Linked DNA regions of Mus musculus: region 2 is linked to region 1. Evidence: chromatin contacts called from public promoter capture Hi-C data. All regions are on one chromosome and are shown on one strand. The core of a region is the stretch at or near the end of the contact, and the rest is flanking DNA. Distances in the headings are between cores, read along the strand shown.

Region 1 (3,151 bases), core at 270-2,769:
GCTTGGACAGTGCAGTCACCCAAGTACCAACTTCCAGGGCTAGAGGTCACAGGGAGAGAACGAGGGCCTTCCATGAGGCCCTGGGGAGTCTGAGGCTACATGGATAACATGGAACCCTCATAACCACACCTCTTAGCAGGCCCACTCATCTGTCTGTAGAGTGTCATGTCAGGTATTAGAGCCAACAGGACACCTCCATGGGGGAAAGCAGCCTCTTGACTCCAGGCAAGCCATTCCTCAGGTTCCTTTGACTGGGATCTCTGACTGGGGATCCCACCCCAGTCACCCTAAAAGCTCATGCCAATCAGCCAGCAGCACCCACCTGCTTCTCCGTCATAGCATAGAGGTACTGGCGGTTGGGGCTGAGGACCAGGTCACGCAGGATAGGGTTGCCCTCCTGAGCCACCACACTTTCATAAGCCAGGGCCGGCCTGCCGCTGGGGTTTGCAAGGTCCACCAGAATCTGTAGTAGCAAAGGGTGCTCAATGAGGCAGGTCCACGACACACTATCCTAGACCCACCTTACCCGATGCAAAGGGTCCAAGCCCTCTAACAAGCACCTTTCCACCAAAGAACCAGGCTGATTCAGAATGAGTCAAGGCTGACCCAGTTCACTGTCCCTGACCCAAGTCATCCCAAAGACAGAGATAGGACAAGACATACTGGACAGGTGGGTGTGCCTTGGTTCCTTTACCAATCCAGACACCAAAACTCAGTGGTAGGGTACACGTGGGCTCCAGTGCCTACCATCAAGCTGCAGGGAACCTGGCAGGCAGGAACCTCTTTCATGGGCCACCATGAGGCTTGTGAAAGAAAGCAAGTTTGAGGTAAGAGGGCAGGAGGAGACCTTGTGATCGGTATAGTCGAGGAACAAGACCAGGGGCTCACACACAGAGAGGCCAAGGCTGGCCTTGGTGTCTTGGGATGAGGGATACCCCAGCAAGAAAGTGGCAGGGAGAAGGGGACCTCATCAGCACGGAAATATAGTTCAGATCCCAAACAAGCCAGGCGCTAATTAGCCTGATCCTCTCCTGCAGCCTTGGTGCTGCAAGTATTTTTAGTTGCTTTTACCAAACAAATGTATTTAATTAACAGAGAGACCCATGGGGGCTTTCAAGATGGGACTCATGGGGCGCGTCTGCCTAGCTCAGCTGGGCCCAGGCACAGTCTCCTGGCACAGGACCTGCAGCTTGCTTCTACCCACTGTGCAGCTAAGGCACAGCTACCTCCAGCTTCTAACCCATCTGGCCTACCTCTCTACTTCTGGGTACAAGGCTGGAGTGAGCTTGGCCTCCTTTGTACCCCACAGTAAGGGGGCAGAGCAGACCTGGGGGCAGCAAGGGCAGCAAAAACCAGCACCCTGCCATAGGCTAGCTCTGTCAGGAGCTGGGCGAGGGGCCAGCCAGGGTGGGGCCTGTGTCTCTGGGCCAAGAGACTGCTAGCTGGGAGAGAGGGGGAGGGTCACATTCCTGAGAGCCTGGGCCACCCCCCACATCCGCTCAGCTGCCGCTCCACCAAGACAGGCTTAAGTCAAACCAGACCCGGAAGAGCTGGGTAAGTGGGGAGGTCCTGGGAGGCCTGAAGGGGCTGGACTAATAGTTGCCCAAACTTTATTCCTCCGGCCTCTGGACGGACAAGCAGGAACAGCTAGCTGAGACAGAAGGGGCCCACAGCAGCCCAATACCCCAGGGGCTGGCAAGGACACTAACCTTAACCTAAACCTATCTAGCCCAGCTATGCCAGAGCAGGGGAGGGAGTCAGGTCCTGGATGACTGCTAGAGCAGATCATAGCAGGCTGGCTTACACTGCTGTATTAAGTGGGGAGCATGCAGCCAGAGACAAGGCTGGACTCACACCACCTAGGCCAAAATTGGCTTAGATGTATCTGTTTTCCTACTCCTGAAATGGGAATGAATCATGCTTCCACCTCCCCCCACGGTGACAGAGACAGAAAAGCTTGCCTGAGACAGGTGCCAGGAAACAAGCCTGTTCAGTGGGCAGGGGACCGAGAACTCTAGACCAATGTCTTACAAGCCTCCAAGACCACAGCCATGACTCTACTCCCCCACACCCTAGGCTTCACCCACATCCACATCCCAGAAAGATCCCATCCTCGTCACTCCTGGGTGGTAGCCTTGCATACAGGGTGCCCTGGACAGAGACCAGGGGAGTTTCCTCCTGCCACAATGACCATGTAACCCCCAGCCCTATCTTGCCTGCCACCACCCTTCCCAGACTGGGTAGACACACTAGCTCCAGGTATGCAGGAAAAGGACAGGCCAGAGCAGAGAGCAGAGTCCATAAGGAAAGGATCACAGGCCATCCAGGCTCAGGAGGCCCTGCCCCCAGCCTGCCAGCTTAATTGACTGGGACAGGTGGTCTCAACAGCTGCAGTTGGGGGCTTGTGAGTTCAGCTGTCCATCCACCTGCCCAGCAATGGTCCACATGCACAACCAGGTCCTAGGGACACAGCCCAGTAGAGGCTAACTCCAGGGAGGGACCACTGGCAGAGCGTGGATACCATTCCTCAGCTAGGGGAATTGTGGGCATCAGGGAGGTTATAGACATGAGTGTGTTGCAGTACTCTGCATTGAGCCAAGCCATGCTCAGGCCTGACAGGACCTTTGTGCACATCAGTGTCACAGTGTCTCTGGGTACATATGTGATGATGGAGTTTATGTTTTGAATATGAAATGCCTGCCATAGGCTCATGTGTTTAAATACTTCATTCCCAGCTGCTGCCACTGTAGAGAGAGGTTGCAGAATCTTTCAGATGTGGGAGTCTCGTTAAAAAGTGCATCACTTGGGGTGGACCCTGAGGTTTACAGTCTGGCTCCACTTGCCTTTCTGCTGCCATGACCTCCCCTACTATAATGGACTCTATCCCACGGCGAGCAAAAATAAACCCCTTTCCTTTTAAATTGCTTTTGTCAGGGTAGGTATTTTATCACAGATTCCGAAAAAGTAAATACAAGACACCTGTGACAACATCTGTGTGATGGAGTCTCTAGGTGCATGTATGATGGGGGTCCCTGTGTGAACATGTATGTGATGGAGTCCCTAGGTGTATATATAACAGGGTCAGTTCCCTGGGTGTATAGCATGTGATGTAGTTCCTAGTGCACTCCTAATGGGGTCTCTGTGCACATGT
Region 2 (3,346 bases), core at 748-3,247, 150 kb after region 1:
TATCATATCAAGAGGTAGACTATAATCTTCCAGCCTTGTCAGCTTCAGCCCAAGCTAGAGTTGCATTCGTGCAGCATGCAGAACCCCAGGTGCCACACAGCATTCTGGGACTGAGTTAGCTACTCTGTTCTTCTGGATTGCTCCTGGTAAAATTTAGACTTACTGTGCCTTCATCCAGCCTTAATAGCTTGTTACTGCCCTCCCCTAAAAACAAACAAAACAGAGAAAAGGCTAGGAATAAGCCTGTCTTTCCATCATGAGAATGGGATGGTGAGCAGAACTTCAGAGGATAGTGAGCTGACAGCAAAAGGCCTGTGCAAGGCATGGTGGCACATACCTGAAATCCTACCACTAGCACTCAAGAGTTAGCACAAGTACTTAAAAGTTCAGGTCCAGATTCAGTGATCCTCTCTTCCTATGAATAAGTGCTTAAGAGAAGCTGGCATCTTCCAGTGCAGCGAGATGCCAGAGAACATGGAAGCTGCTGAGAGGTGTGTTAAGGCTGATGACACCACACTGAGGTCAAGCCAATTTACTACACAAACATCTTAGAAATATCTACTCCCACCTCACCATGCTCTCACAGGCCTGGAAGAGAGGCAGCGGGCATGCAGATAAAAGCCATATGGGCCATTGCTCACCCCAGGCCTGCTTTAGACAGTGCTACAAGGCCTGATGCAGGAGGGGGTCAAGAAGGAGACATGAAGGACCAAGACAGCTAGATAGATGATGATCCCTGCTGAGGAAAGGTCCCTGGTAATGAGGTCTGCTGGCTTTCAGGAAGACTTGCTGCACAGAGCACTAAGTAATGGTGGCCAATCCGGTTGGATTCTGTGGGCAGAAGAGTTCATCTTCTTAACTAGTGAAATGTGAAGGCTACCATGTTGCCATGGTGATCTGCATTAGAGAACACTGGGCCCCACACTGACAGACTCCCTTTATAAGGCCTTCACTTACTTTCTCTTTACAAATACATTTTAATACAGAGTCAAAATCAGTTCAGGTAATAAACATAATGAAAGGCAGAAAGGAAGGTTGCCTATCTCCCTGGGGAGCAGCCACCTCTGGGAGCCTGACTCTGACTCTCTGAGTTTAGTGGTACACCTTGAGCACATACTTATGGAACAAGGCATCTAGGAAGGGCTTAAGTGGCTTTGTGTAGGGTGAATCCAACATAGTCAAGTCAAAGCACCTGTTTAAGGAGGGAAAAGAGCCTTTTGCAAACAATTGCAACACAGTGAGAAATGCTACTTCTATCTGTCAGCTGCCAAGGCACGGGCATAGAGAGAAGGACTTCCAGTCCAGCAGCATAGGAGAGTTGTCTAAAGCAGGCAGATATCTGGAGGCATGTCTTGATGCTACTCTTTGCTTTACAGGTCACCTTAGACACTCTTCCTACCAAGACTACCAGGGCACCCTGTCCTTAAAAAGAAAAAGCTCTGTGAAGAGCTGGACTGGATACACAGGACACAAACCCTGGCCTTTCTGCCTTGTCCTCAGGTATATTCTACTGCTCATAAGTGTCATGTAACATGATCTGGACAGACTCCTCTCTAATGGGAAGTAGGAAAGAAGGTGTAGAGGAAGATCAGGGAAGACAGCAAAAGAGGCAGCACAGCACAGCACACAGCACAGCACAGCACACAGCACAGCACAGCACAGCACAGCACAGCACAGCACAGCACAGCACAGCACAGCACAGCACAGCACAGCACAGGCCAATGAGAGACGGAAGAGGCAAGCTGAATCAGCAAATGAGGAGATAAAGGAAAGGCCAGATGCAGGCAGATCTCACAGGGCCTTGAATGCCATGAGAGTCGTGAAAGCTGCAGCAGGTTCAGGTCCAACAGAGGGAGGGTGAAAGTGAGGTCATAAGAGTCTAAGCAGGAGGGACAGACCCGTGCTGGGGGCCCGCAGGCACAGGCCAGGTCTTCACCAGAGCAGGCACTTGCAGGCTCAGCCTTCTGTGAAAGACAGCACAGATGTGGGGCACTGAAATGCACAGTCAGCTGGCGGGGAGAGGAAGCCAGGGGCTTTTTTAGGTAACTATCAATGCCCTAGAAGTGGCTTTACGACATCTGCCAGAAAAGCTTTTCATTTGGAAAAAAAATGTAAAAAGGCAAGAGGAAAATCTATCTGGCAAAACCCCAACATACTTGATTGTAAAGAGAAAACAACCCAACTCCCCTCTTGCATAAGGCTCTGCTGCCTTCTGGCTTTCAGGCATCAGCACAGACAGGCAACAACATTTTGCAAGGCTGCTGGGATCCAGATCACATGTTGCCATCTACTAAAAGTGAAAGGAGGTTGTATAGGCTGCAGAAGCCTCCTCATCCTTACAAGTTCCCAGCTGTGGATCCTCTAGGACTGAAGGAAAAGTCCATTGTGCTCCATCCACATTAGGTGAAGCTACTCCCAGGATAAAGTGCAACAACAGTCAATTCTTGAACCAGGGAAGTTCAAGAATCCTGGCCCACTCAGAACTTACAGAGCCTAAATCTCTGAGAACTAGCTCCTTTAGAAGGCCCTCAGCTTTCCCTCGGTGACAGTGGGTGCTGGCCAATTGAGGCCACTGATCATCACACCCCATCAGATCATAACAATGGCAACATGATCACTCTTTCAACTGGCTGTTAACATAGCCAACAAGAAAGCACTAAGCTTCCATGTAAGCTCCCTGTAATTCCCCTGAAAGAATCTTTCTCAAGCATCCAACTGGTAGTTGCTGCTAATGCCAGAAATTGTTAAAACAGTGTTCCTGCTCATAGGCCTCTAGTGTGTCCTCATGCAGGGGTAGAGCACAAGAGTATCCCAACAGCCTTGCTGTAGGTGTGGGACAGGGTAGAGATGGGAAGGAGAGCATGGGCAGAATGCTGAGGGCAGGGAGGTGTTTGATGTTGATAGACATTCATTTCTGGACAGGGGAAGGGGAAATGCTGTCTGAATAGTCATTCCTGAACTGTTGATTGCTCTGCACATGCTAAGGAGTTCCTCGTACCTCCAACAAAGGTATGTCTTCTCCTAGAGAAAGCAGGGATGAGGCCAGCAGAGGCACAGCCACATACCTTGACTTCCAAGTTATAAAAAGTTAGATTTGGCCACAAAAATGAAAGATATCCATCACATAGTCTTTTAGTGGGAAACTATGGCAATCACAAGAGAACCAGGACTAATGAGGCCACAGGAGCAGCAAGGGGCTACCTCCAACCTTAGAAGCACATCCCTCTGCTCTACACCCTCCTTACCTACACGGTCTCTCACCACATTTCAGAGCTCTTAGAAAAAGGCTCTTCAATGAATAAGTGCAAGATCAAATAAAGCTATAAATTAGCCTGCTTGGTGTTAT

The links. Capture Hi-C pulls out chosen DNA fragments and counts their contacts.
Region 2: a contact with region 1 is called in a promoter capture Hi-C map of adipose tissue. The contact joins two enhancer-like sites. A contact is called at or near these places in 1 of 484 Hi-C or Micro-C datasets (embryonic stem cells) and 2 of 9 other capture datasets (adipose tissue and pancreatic islet).

Annotation. Positions count from the first base shown.
Region 1 is chr6:89,343,647-89,346,797 of GRCm38.p6, forward strand. Plxna1 (plexin A1) reads right to left here. Exons shown (of 32, transcript NM_008881.2): 4 at 323-463. Among named protein-coding and RNA genes, the nearest start is that of Gm40415, 16 kb to the right of the region's middle. Within about 2 kb of position 1,520, at least 207 of the 459 cell types and tissues checked have an H3K27ac peak or open chromatin away from gene starts, as enhancers often do. A contact at or near this core is called in adipose tissue, where this site is marked.
Region 2 is chr6:89,497,219-89,500,564 of GRCm38.p6, forward strand. The region is part of intron 4 of Chchd6 (coiled-coil-helix-coiled-coil-helix domain containing 6); the gene reads right to left. Among named protein-coding and RNA genes, the nearest start is that of Gm46966, 46 kb to the left of the region's middle. Within about 2 kb of position 1,998, at least 41 of the 459 cell types and tissues checked have an H3K27ac peak or open chromatin away from gene starts, as enhancers often do. A contact at or near this core is called in adipose tissue, where this site is marked.